Regions from separate parts of the Hordeum vulgare genome. Here region 2 is linked to region 1. A link is a contact called in public Hi-C data. All regions are on one chromosome and are shown on one strand. Each heading gives the region's core, a stretch centred on a gene start, on an enhancer-like site or on the middle of the called end of the contact. The rest is flanking DNA. Distances are from core to core; before and after follow the strand shown.

Region 1 (5,978 bases), core at 510-3,009:
TGCCCGGCGAGAAGTGGTTGGTGGCGTCGTACAGCTCCTCGTACCGGAACCACCGGCACCGGGACGGCACGCCGCCCAGCGTCCGCCTCAGCTCGGCCGCCAGCCCCTCCTGCGCCGGCTCCGGGGACGCCGACGGCGACGACCGCCGCGGCAGGCTCATCACCCAGTGCACCACCGACTGCTTGCGCGTCGCCTCGTGCTCTCTCGCCGTGGCCGTGGACGCGGCGGGCGCGCGCCGGAGCAACGGCCAGCCGAGCCTCTGCTCGGGCGCCGCCGGCGCGCGCACGACGACGGCCTTGGCATCGGCATCGGCATCGGCAGTGTTGCCGTCGTCGTCGCAGGGCTTCGTCAGCTGCGGCGCGGCGCACTGGCCGCAGCCCACGGCGTCCAAGTCCATGGACCGCGCGCTCCGCCGGTTGGGGTTGGGGATGATCACCTTGGGCTCCATGCCGACGCTCGGGTGCAGCAGCGTGCGGAGCACCGGCTTGGGCTCTGCTCCTGGAGGACGAACGGAGCCACCCAACGCTTTACTCAATCAATCACTCACGCACCAACCGATATCAATTCGTAGCTAACATCGAGGTTCAGTACTCTACTGACCAAGTGGCGGCCGGGGGGCCTCCCTGACGAAGATGGCCTTGCCGCCCTGGATGGCGACGACGCTGGTCGTCGGCGGGAGCTTCTTGGCACAGTACTTGGCGAGGCAGGTCGAGCCGCTGAGCGCACCAGAAAAAGAAGGATGGATTACTTTTGGTGCGGGGCGTTAACGAATCGCGCAGAAAACAGACAGTTGAATCACGCCGAGAGTGCTGCTGCTGCTGCCGGGATTGTCTACTGACCCGAAGGAGTACTTCTTGTTGGTGCCAATCACCACCACCATGGCCGCGCAGAGCTTGGCCTCCTTCACCAGCACCTTCTGGATCGAGCTCCCCGGCGTCACCCGCCCGATGAGGACGATCTGACGGACAAAAAAAAAGAAGCATCAATCAATACCAGCACATGAACGCAACCGCCAACGACATTAATGGCGCGGCGTCAAGCTTGCTTACGCACGTCTTTTTTGCTGCAGATGGCCTCGTACTCCGCTAGGTACTCGTCCAGCGTCCTGATCAGCGTCAGCGCGTTCGTCTTGCACAGGTCTCCTTCGATTCGAGGCACAGGGAAATGCTACCATGAATCGAGCTGCAAGCAAGAAAAGGTTCTTGACGGATATGGGGCGAGGTACCTACCGGATTTGCGGTAAATGTGGACGGCGACGACGCGGTCGCCGCTCCTGGCCGCCTGGTTGAGCGCCCACTTGAGCAGCTCCTTGCCGACGGCGTCCATGTGCAGCCCCACCAGTATGCACCGCCCGACGCCCTCCCCCGCCATCGCCATGACAACCAGCTCGAGAAAAATCACCAGGAATCGCACTTGTCCGCCATGACGATAGATAACAGTCGATCGCCGCAGCACGCCGTCGGCTCAACCACTAACCGCCGTGGACCTCCCCTGTTGGCCGATGCGAACCCCGCTTACCGCAGCCAATGCAGTACCACTACGACCCGGAACCTCTCCCTCAGCTCTGGAATAGAAAATGGCGCCGCTGTCGTCGCAGGGGCGGCCTCCCGGAAAGCGAGTGCCGTCACCCGTCCGGCGCGCCCGCTTTACAGCCGATGGATGATCTCACTCGAGCCGAAAGGGGAGGAGGGGGATGAAGCAACCAACCGACCGAGGAGGAAGAAGATACAGTACAAGCGCAAGGAGCCAGCGGGAAGCGGCGAATATATCCTAGCGCTAGGGGGGGGGGGGGGGGGGGGGGGGGGGGACGCGGGCAACAAGCAGCAAGCGACAGAGGTAACTAGCTAAAATCTGGTTGGGTCGTCATGCCTCAGCCCCGGCGACGGTATATAAAATTTCACTCTTGATGGCGCCGCGCCACGCGCGCCGCCGGTCGGCAGGCGGGGGCGGGCTCCGCTCAACCACTCCAACCACAAATGCCGCAGGAAAGACACGGGGCCGCGGAGGGCAGGGGCTTGGGTTGAACGGCCCGAGACGGTCGTCGTCGCGGTCCGCGGCGGCGAGCGGGCTGCTGGCTCTTTGCTAGGCTGCTGTCTTTTGTGCCGCCGGTTAGACGACGGGTAGAAAACGGAGGCGGCGACCGGGACACGCACTCGCGCAGGCGCAGGTGAAACGAAGGAGAGCGAAGTGGAGGTGATGCAATGCTATGGGATACTGGATAGATATGGTCAATTGGGAGAAAAGTATTGTATGTGTGCAAGAGGATCTGTGATGATGAGACGGAGAAAGGCGACGAGCAGGGGACAGGAACTTCTCGGTGGAGGGGTAAATAATAAAGGAGAAAAAAGCGGGAAGATGGTTAGGGGATTGACCAGTGGAAAAAATAGAGGGATGATAGTCTCCAAACCACATGGCTACACGAGGAAAAGGAGAAGAAAAGGGACATTGTTGCACTCTTTCGGAAAGAAAAAGGCATCTGAACTAGCATTTCTTGGGATAATTGGCTACAACATCAGGATCGGTTTGGCACATGGATCGTCTTTCCGCAGGCAGGGCACCCGAATTTGTACAACGGGGGTGCTTCAGTAGGAGTGTTCTACTACTACTACTGGTAGTAGTTGCTGGCGTGTGGCCTCGTTGCAAAGATGATGCAAATGCTTGCACTGGGATTCAAAGATGATGCCAATGCTTGCACTGGGATTAGTACTACTAGCGTTCTTGGTGCTGCCGTATCGCACACTGCATTGCAAATTCAGTCACGCACGCAGCGTTGACCCGTGAACGGAAGCATCATCCTTCGCGTGGGTCGTTTTCGTTTTAGCATCTTCTGTTCGTCTGGTTCAACATTTTCAATAGTGATTCTCGTGCGATCCATGGCCGATGTGGACCGCTGATTGTTTAGTATTATGTTGAATTTCAACGAGGATCTAGGGCCCCCCAACCGTCCTTGTTACTACGTACGTCAGGGGAGGCGTGTTTCAGAGCACTCTTAGCTATCCATGAACCCATGCGTTCTGTGCTCACTCGCTGATCGCGCTGCCGATCGCCATGAAACGTGGATCTCATGTCATTCACCACATCTGTGAAAAATACACAGCATTCGATAAAAACGGAAAACACAGGGCAAATCGGGAGCGGAAGTCCGTATCACGAGAGCTCTGGAGATGAGGCTTTGTCATAATTCGTTTTCTTCCAAATCAAGTTAAGCAAAACCGAGCGCGGGCCGCGTGTCGTACCTGTCACACAAGTCCAAAATCCAAAGAGTGGATGTATTGAGTACAATATACACGAAGGTGACGCCTAGCGTAATAACAATGGCCGCGTCGGATGTTTGTCAGCCGTCACGCATAAGGAACATTTGGATCGCGATCCCTGCAAGCACCACATATGTTGACCTGATGCATGCGTTATCCGCACGTTACGAGATTATAAATCCAGGATGGCGGCTAGGCACAAAACAAAGATTCCTCAAAAAAATAAAAACCTCACACAAAAAGAACCCGAATGATAGTTTCTCGCGCAAAGCACTCTGTTTGTCGTGCAAAGCCCCCTCCCGATTCCAGCCTCCCAACTAGCGCGGCTGCCGACGTTTTTGGAGTAGCACACGAGGAGGCCGTGTTACCGCTAGATTCGATGGAGCAGCACATTGCGCCTGCTGGCTTGCATTGAGTAGGCAAAGCAACGACCTAGGTGTTGGACACGAGTTGCGAAGCAACAACATAGGGCCAGCTCAACGCGAGCACAAACAATAGAGGGGGCATTGGTGCCGACGCGGGGGAGCGACATCATATTGCCCGCAACACTACAACATCTCCTCCTGTGACTGTGCGCTTCTACCACCACCAACGGCGGAGCTATATGGGCTCCTCGGGGATTGTGCGCCCCCCAACATGGAACCAAATTGTGAATAGAAATATATGTGAGGGCTTATATGAGATTTTTTTTAGCTCTTGCCCCCAAGCACTTGTATTTTACGTTTCACCCCTCACACACATCTGGTTCTGTCTACCCCTGCCACTGCCCACCACCTTGTCGTCGCAGCGACATCGTCCCTTTCCTTGCCCCGATTTCATCCCTTTCGACCACATAGGCATCGAGACTAGCAGATCCAGGTACTCCTCTCCCCCTTTTGTTTGTGTATCAGGATAGGTAGATCCAGGTACTCCTCTCCCGCCATCAATAGCAGAGTTGAAACAAGGTGCAAAACTCCTCTGAGAAGATTGAATAGTGGAGTTTATCTTCTTATCCATACAAACACAAAATGCATTTCCAGTTTCATCTATGTAATCATAAGTTTGCCATGTTTTATAAGAGAAACTTGTTAAAGTTTGTGATGTGTATCCTTGAATTCTTACACAACTTTTGCCATACCATCTACAAAACATGACAAAATTTCTCAAAAAAAATTAGTACTAGCCCATGGAAAAAATTAAGAGAAGACACTAAAAAAACACGGAAAACCATTTTGGATCGAGATGCTCCCGTTATGTGTAGCGACCAGGAGCATCGCGACTATGTGTAGCGACCAGGAGCATCGCGACGAACACCCACTCCCGTATTTCCTATTGTATTTGCTGGGCAGAAATCCAGCCCCCATTCCACATAGCACATTTATTATATACCTAGGTCCGTTAGGAAAATTGCTAGTACTAACAAACGTGTGCATGTGTATAGATAGACGTATGCATGCTTCTTGGGCGTGCACACAAATAGTCCTAGGCAGATCTCCATGTGTTGAGCATGTTTCACATATAAAGCCAATATGCGTTGGCGGTTGTGGAACACCCACATGTTCCCACCCATGTTGGTTAAACATTTGAAATTCAAATAGTTGGGGACCACACATCAAGACAAAGAGTATCCACACACACACCCAGCGGCCCCATCTGCATAATGAGCAGTGTCGACCTTACAAATTGTTTTATTTCTTTAAATAGCCATTGAAAAACACTATGCTAATAAACATTGATAGGAAGAATCCTATCCTTCCTCTCCGGTTCCATAACAATATGACATCCACATTCGAAAAATTTAAGTACTCTGAAAGAACAAATAATTTGTTCTAAAAAATGAAGCATCCTAGCTAACAATGTCTAGTTTGAAGGTTAACAACTGTTGCGTTCGTGCATGTGTTCTTCATGTGCCCGACCACACCACAATTGCTACATTTGTCCTCCTTCCTGGGTTCCTTCGACAAGTTGCCTCTCCCCGGACAAGTCGTATTCTTGCGCCCTTTCCCTTCGCAAATACTGCAAAATCGAATTAGCTTACTCAACTCTTTGTATGGTGCCTTCTCCCGTTTGTTCATCTTCTGCCTAGCTTACCTTTTATTTTGAGGTGATCCTAGGCCAAGCAGAGTGTCTACATGTATATCTTGACCGCCATCCCCTCACTTCGTATGAGTTCAATAGACTTTGTAGATGCATCCACTGCCACCGTAAGCCCCCACGAAAATAATGTTGGAAATATGCCCTAGAGGCAATAATAAAGTGGTTATTATTATATTTCCTAGTTCATGATAATTATCTATTATTCATGCTATAATTGTATTAACCGGAAACCGTAATACATGTGTGAATATATAGACCACAACCTGTCCCTAGTGAGCCTCTAGTTGGCTTGCTCATTGATCAATAGAAGGTCATGGTTTCCTAATCATGGACATTGGATGTCATTGATAATGGGATCAAATCATTAGGAAAATGATGTGATGGACAAGACCCAATCCTAAGCATAGCACAAGATCATGTAGTTCGTCTGCTAAAGCTTTTCTAATGTCAAGTATCATTTTCTTCTACCATGAGATTGTGCAACCCCCGAATATAGTAGGAGTGCTTTGGGTGTATCAAACGCCACACCATAACTGGGTGATTATAAAGGTGCACTACAGGTATCTCTGAAAGTATCTATTGGGTTGGTACGAATCGAGACTGAGATTTGTCACTCCGTGTGACGGAGAGGTATCTCTGGGCCAACTC
Region 2 (6,372 bases), core at 2,313-4,812, 200 kb before region 1:
AGTGTTGGGACGATTCCCTTGGTTCACTTGTTCGGCCATCAAGGAACAAATGATTTGGACGTACTCATCGGTCCACTCCATTGAATCACCCTGACCATAATAGTTCAAGATATTTTTGTAAAGAAATCGTTGCTACAAACATACTACTTCAACCTATTTGTATATAATAATTATTTATCCAAATTCAAGAACATGATCGTGTATTATACTAACAAATCATCTATAACAAATACAACTGGAAAATGGTATACCCGCTCTTCCTTACAGGTTGTACGTTTCTTCCTGCTGTTCGTGCTGGTCTGACTGTTGTTCGTGCAGGTGGTGTGCATGGCATCCATGCCGGCAGCTACCTCCTCGCTTGTAGCAGCAGGTGCAGAATGGGTCCTCCCAGAAGAGGCGAACGCCACACCGGCCATCCCTGCTGTCGTCGAGGACTGATCGGGCCGGGAAAGGTCGACCCTCATCACCAGGGCCATGGTTGTCCTCAACATTACGGGACCTGGATGCTGGAGATGGACGGAGGAATTGGGGGAGGCACAAGAGGACCATCAGATCGACTCATTCTGGTGGTCTCCTCGCCGCGGTGGTGCTCCAGCCGACCGATGCAGGTCGCAGCGGCGGCGGAAGGCAGGTTCCTCCTCGTTCTGTGTCCTCTAGTCAACAACAAAGAAACAGATCGATCTGCTAGGTCATGTGACGGAAAAAGAAAAGAATGAAAGGGTATGACTTATGGGTGGAAGTGGTGGGTAATTATCTCACAACTTCACGTCTAGTTATCAAACTTAAATTTTCGGAGTACCACTTAAGGAGCTTCACAGAAAACACGAAGATGGCCCCCAGATTCAAGTTTCTTCGTGGAGCTGGACATCGTGGAGCTGTCCCGTTTGGCTTGCGATTTTGAGAGTAAAACTGATTTTTCTGAAGCGGAGCAGTCCCAAACAGGCTCTTAGTTTGGAGGAGCTGTTATTTCCCAACTTCACTTCCCCACAAATTTTACACTGCGTGTTTAGCGAGCTTCTCTCGGTAAATCCTCGAGTGTGTAAGCTACTTCATAATATCGAATTACATACATGTGAATTGTATTTCAGTGAAGAAACAATTAATATTCCATGTGATATTATTATATGTGGATTAATTATGGCAAGATGGACAAGACCATGGTTATTCTTCCTTTGGATCTTCGGGCGAAGGAAAAATTTGCTACATTATAATATTATAAATAGTTTTTTACTGATTGATCGGTAAAATTACAAAACCATGATTATTTGTTTTATTTATTTGGATTGCCATCCGTAACAATGCACATGCAATTCGTGAGAGTTATATCCCACCTATACCGAGTATCTCTCTCGTCTCGTGTGAAGCTTTTTTCTCGGCTTAGCTATTGGGTCGGCCCATTTGTGTGTGTTTTCATTTGCTCGACGCTTGATCGCTCTAGTTGCTTGGTCACTGGAGTGATTTGGTTTGGTATTGTTTTTTTTAGTTTTCAGTTTTTTCTTTTCCTCACTTTGTTCTTCCGATATTCTTTGTTCTCCACTGATTTTTTTTTAGTTTTTGATTTTCTTTGTTTTGTCACCAGTTTTATTGTTTATTTCATAGATTTCATGAGCTTTTCTTTCTTTTTTTGTTTCTTTCTCGGCTTCCGCTAGTTGTTTTGCTTCTCTTTCTTTGTTTCCTTGTTTTTATTGTTTCTTTCTGGGTTTCATCATTGTTCATAGTTTATTTCCCGGTTTTCACTATTTTTCATTCCTTTTGCATTGTTTTTTTCTCTTTTCCTGCTTATTTTTTGGTTTTCACCGGTTTCATCATTTTTCTTTGTTTCTTTTCTGGTTTTCATCATTTATCACTTTTCACATAGAATAGGACTACTTTTTATACATTTTTAACAATTATTCGAATGCATGAAATACTGTTTGTGTCCATGTTGAACGATCTTCAAATACATGATTAACATATGATTTTTATCTCGGCTTTTTTCATACATGTTCTCATTTTCTTTGCATACATCAGAAACATTTTTTATACAAATTTAATATTTATATTTTTGTACGCACTAGCAATATTTTTATATACACATTTAACTTCCTAAAATATACTTTCTATGTCTATTTTTTTGCATAAATAATTATACATTTTTATGCATCACAAACTTGTTTTACACATGTTTAATATTTTCTAAATATATATTAATTCTCATATATATGTTTTGCTCTCTACCTTTTTCATACACATTGTACACTTTTTGTATATATCTGGAATACTTTCTTATGCAAGTTTAAATTTGTGAAATACATAATTGAGATTTTATCACATATATGTTTTGATATCTAGTTTTTTCATACACATTGTACATTATTTGTATACATTAGCAACATTTTTCTGTGCACGTTTAACATTTTTCAGTCCACGCTTAACGTTTGTATCCCTGTTTAATAAAACATTACATTTGATATACATTAGTTACATTAATATTGATTCACTTCATAAAATTGGACATGAAAAGTAAGATATGAGTTATAAGATTACAAAATTTACATTTATATGTATAATTTGTTTTACGTTCATTACTTTATGTCACATAAAAAATATTTTGACCGACATACATTTTCTTACCTTTTTCCCTTTCGACTTAGGACAAATTTTACAGGACAATTTTATTATGGATGATGAGTAGACAATCCTTATATATAATATTTCAAACATAAGCATAAATAAAAAAGCAAAGATTTTTTTTTTTGAAAATGAACGAAAGAAAAAACGCTCAATGTTTGCGGTTCCGCTGGGCTGGCTCATGCAGGACGATGGTTGACCCATGAGGCTGCACTATGTCTTCATTACAAGCGAGACATAGTCGCTACCTCAGGGCACATTCTCGTTGAGTTGTTGTGCCTCCTCCCCCCCCCCCTCTCGACATCAAGATACCAAGATAGCTTCTGTCTCTTTTTAGTTCAGCTAGTTGTCAGCTCTCTGAGACTTTAAATCCGTGTCCGTCATGATGTTGGCGCTTAAACACTGTGGCCTGCTACCTTAGGTAGATCCTTTAGGCTTTAAAATGTCGTGAACAACTTTGTGCTCGGTTTTATGCAATGAAATGGAGTGTGGGGAAGCCTCTTTCGATCAAAGAAGACATAATCACGCCCCGGGCAATTAGCTAACTAAACATTTACACCACCTCTTGTCATTTATTCATTTTTTTATGGAAGTTTGTAATTTATTCATTGGTCTTCGAGATTTACTAGTTGAGAATTTCTGGAAAGGCACACGGGCCAAGCCCATTACTAATTATATCGATATTATGGTGTTTTTTTTCTGATAATAAGAAAATAAAAGAAAAAAGATTCCTCGCGTAGCCAGAGAAAAAGAAAAGGCAAACGGACTCAAAATATCAGGCACGATGGCGGCGCGACAAAGGGCTGGACGTTCATTGACGGCCCTTGGCAGCCAAGGAAAAGGAGCGAAGACCAAAACACACAAAAGGGGAAAGGAAGAATCACGAAGACAATCGCAGCCGTCGAAACTACCCACCCGACGGGCTATATGAGGCCACCACAGGCCCGGGATAAACCCTAGCTCCATTCTCCCGTCCCCCGAAAGCCCTAGCGCCAAGCTCCCCCACCCGCGGCGGCCGCCTCCTCCTCGCGCCTCCAAGCAGACAAACTCGTCAAGGGAAGATGGTATGGAACCCTCCCCTCCTCCCCCTCCCGATTCCCTCCTCGTCTCCGCCCGTTTCGCCGTCGCGGATCGGGTCGAGCGCCGCCGCGCGCGAGCTGACCGCCGGTTTGTTGTTTCTTTGGCGGTGCTTTGCAGAGTCAGGAGACGGTCAACCCCAAGGCCTACCCGCTGGCGGACGCGCAGCTGACGATAACGATCCTCGACATCGTCCAGCAGGCCGCCAACTACAAGCAGCTCAAGAAGGGAGCCAACGAAGGTGACCAATCCCTAGCAGTGCTCTTTGGTTGTTTTTCTGTTTATTTCAGTCCCCTGTGATTTGAATTTGTGTCTTTTTTCCAGCGACCAAGACTCTCAACAGGGGAATATCGGAGTTCGTGGTGATGGCAGCTGACACGGAGCCGCTCGAAATCCTCCTCCACCTCCCGTTGCTCGCGGAGGACAAGGTATAAATTCTGTCCATGTGCTGCATCTTATTGCTGTAAATTTGTATGCTGTAGCTTGCGTGATACGGTTATAGAGAGACCGTGAAATGTTTTTAATTTAATAAAGCTCGTTATACTGTGCCGTGTTAATGGTTATCAGAATATATGATGTGCTCCGAATACTGTATGCTGTATGGTTACCAGTCTGCTAGGATTGGAAGTTGAGTATGCTTGCTCTGACAAGTGGCTTACTCATGCAAGCAGTTTAACAGTGTATGTGGCATCTGCTCTTAAACTGCTTGTATGAGCACCCAGCTACTGGAATAACTCTAGGGCTTTATGTGAAAAATCAGTGTCTTTTAACATCAGCACTCCAATTTTGTTTCTTTACTGACTTGTTGCATCCTTTTGCATTGCTACTTCAGTCAGAGGCAGAGTTCAGTGTACCTGTTGATAGTTGGATACTCAGCCTTGCAAATCACATGGCAGTAGAGCTGATTAGCTGTTGTGCATTAATTGAATAGACATTTATCTGTTGTACATGATTCATCCCTTGATTTAACCGTTTGCTCCTAATCTTGTGCATCTTTCTTTTCTTTTGCTCATGCAACTCTCTTTGTGTTTGTGACAATGGGTGAAAGTAAACTTACTCGGCTCATTTGTTAATGGTGCAGAATGTGCCATATGTCTTTGTCCCTTCAAAGCAAGCCCTTGGGCGTGCTTGTGGAGTGACTAGGCCGGTCATTGCTTGTTCAGTGACCAGCAATGAGGGTAGCCAACTGAAGCAGCCGATCCAGAGTCTCAAGGTGATCCCATTGCTGCCACTTTTTGTGATATCTGCTGATTTTCCATAATTGTAACTGTCTGTGATTGTTTCATATAGTGTACACACCTTCGTAAGCTAATCCTATTTTAAATTTTGTGAATCACAGGATGCCATCGAGAAGCTTCTCATATGATTTATCAAGACCTTTCAGTGTGATGGGCCTCGTGTGACACAGTTTTTCAGGGGCTTGGACTGGTGATGGTGTCTTGTCTGCTAGGTCTTTTATGTTTTTCAGCTATATTTTGCAAGACTGTTATGTTAAATCATGCTGCCATTATGTCTGCCATCTTATATTTGTGACTTGTGTAATCCATAAGACACATGTTTTATGGCAGTTGAATTTTCTCCCTAGACTCAAGATATGTTGTAATGGCTAAAATGGTTTATGAGTTTGAGAATTGGGAGCTGGCAACTTGTGTGCGATCTCTCATGTCTTGGATTATCTTTTGGGTTGTTCTGCTTAGTTGCACCTGTTATCTGCTATAATCTGCCGATTTCATATTGTTGTCTGTCAAAAGCAAAAGGGTCTTATTTGTGTATTTGGGTTCTGCAACCTTTGAATTTGGAGTATTTCCGGTTGGTATTATGGTTTGCTGTTTTCCTGAAGTCAGAGGAACAGTGGTTTAGTCACCTGGTTATGTTCTCTATTTTCAGTGGCTGTAATGCAGCCCAATGGTCCATGGTTACTGCTATTTTGCTCCTAAAAAGAGGCCAAAGATAGTCTAAGCGAGATAGTTGGAGCCAAATTACAGGCTTATTTCTGTCTCTGATAAATAAATAGTCAGCAGTATATAAGGCCATCGCCAATGGCGTTCATCAAACTCGCACCAAATCACCGGACTGGTGTCATGCTTTAAGCCATCCAACGCACCTCACCAAATCCAAATTCCCCAGCCCGGCCCCAAATTGGAGGAGCTCTCCCTGTTTTTTCACAAAACCGTATTGTTCCTGTTCCGTCCTCTTTGCCTCAACGTAGCATACCCGGTGAAGTCGTTCGTGAGTTTATGCCGTTCGCGTCTCTAGGTTTCGGCCTTGAAACTTGGAATCATAGACAAGAACTCAAAAGGTAGGCTCCTATACCACAAGGGTGGGAGAGCTAGGCGTAGACGTTATGGGCGCAGTTGCAGTGTTCGGCGAGGTCGCGCTCTGTCAGGAATGCTAGGTCGGTGTTCCTCTTCTTCGCAACGACGTTGGTCCTGAGAAGGTCCCTCCCTGATTGCAGAAATTGTCGACTTTAGAAAAGGTTCAACAAGAACTATAGCAATAAAGGAGCTTGGTGTCCTGATTCGTCATCGACGCCGACCACCTCGCCTCGAACTTCTCCTCCCTCTTGGCGGAGTGGCTCCTAGAGTCGGTGATGCATTGTTCTACTTCTATTGACGAGTGCAACCATTCGGCAGCGGCCGCCGAGTCCCTCGCCGCCTTGGCCCTCTTGTTGCCATCAGGACGCCC

Evidence for each region. A called contact is a pair of places that touch in the nucleus more often than the background predicts.
Region 2: a Hi-C map of leaf shows a contact between it and region 1, with 6 times the contacts expected there. The contact joins the promoter of LOC123449187 here to the promoter of LOC123449185 in region 1. A contact is called at or near these places in 4 of 6 Hi-C or Micro-C datasets (leaf and seedling) and 1 of 1 datasets of contacts at active chromatin or transcription factors (embryo).

Annotation. Positions count from the first base shown.
Region 1 is chr4H:509,026,227-509,032,204 of MorexV3_pseudomolecules_assembly, reverse strand. LOC123449185 (collagen alpha-1(I) chain-like) reads right to left here and starts at 1,759. Exons shown (of 10, transcript XM_045126303.1): 1 at 1,230-1,759; 2 at 1,050-1,142; 3 at 840-958; 4 at 601-716; 5 at 1-498. The coding sequence starts at 1,377.
Region 2 is chr4H:509,224,957-509,231,328 of MorexV3_pseudomolecules_assembly, reverse strand. It overlaps LOC123449187 (NHP2-like protein 1), which reads left to right and starts at 3,562. Exons shown (of 5, transcript XM_045126308.1): 1 at 3,562-3,674; 2 at 3,808-3,928; 3 at 4,012-4,115; 4 at 4,769-4,900; 5 at 5,027-5,362. The coding sequence starts at 3,672. The coding sequence ends at 5,053.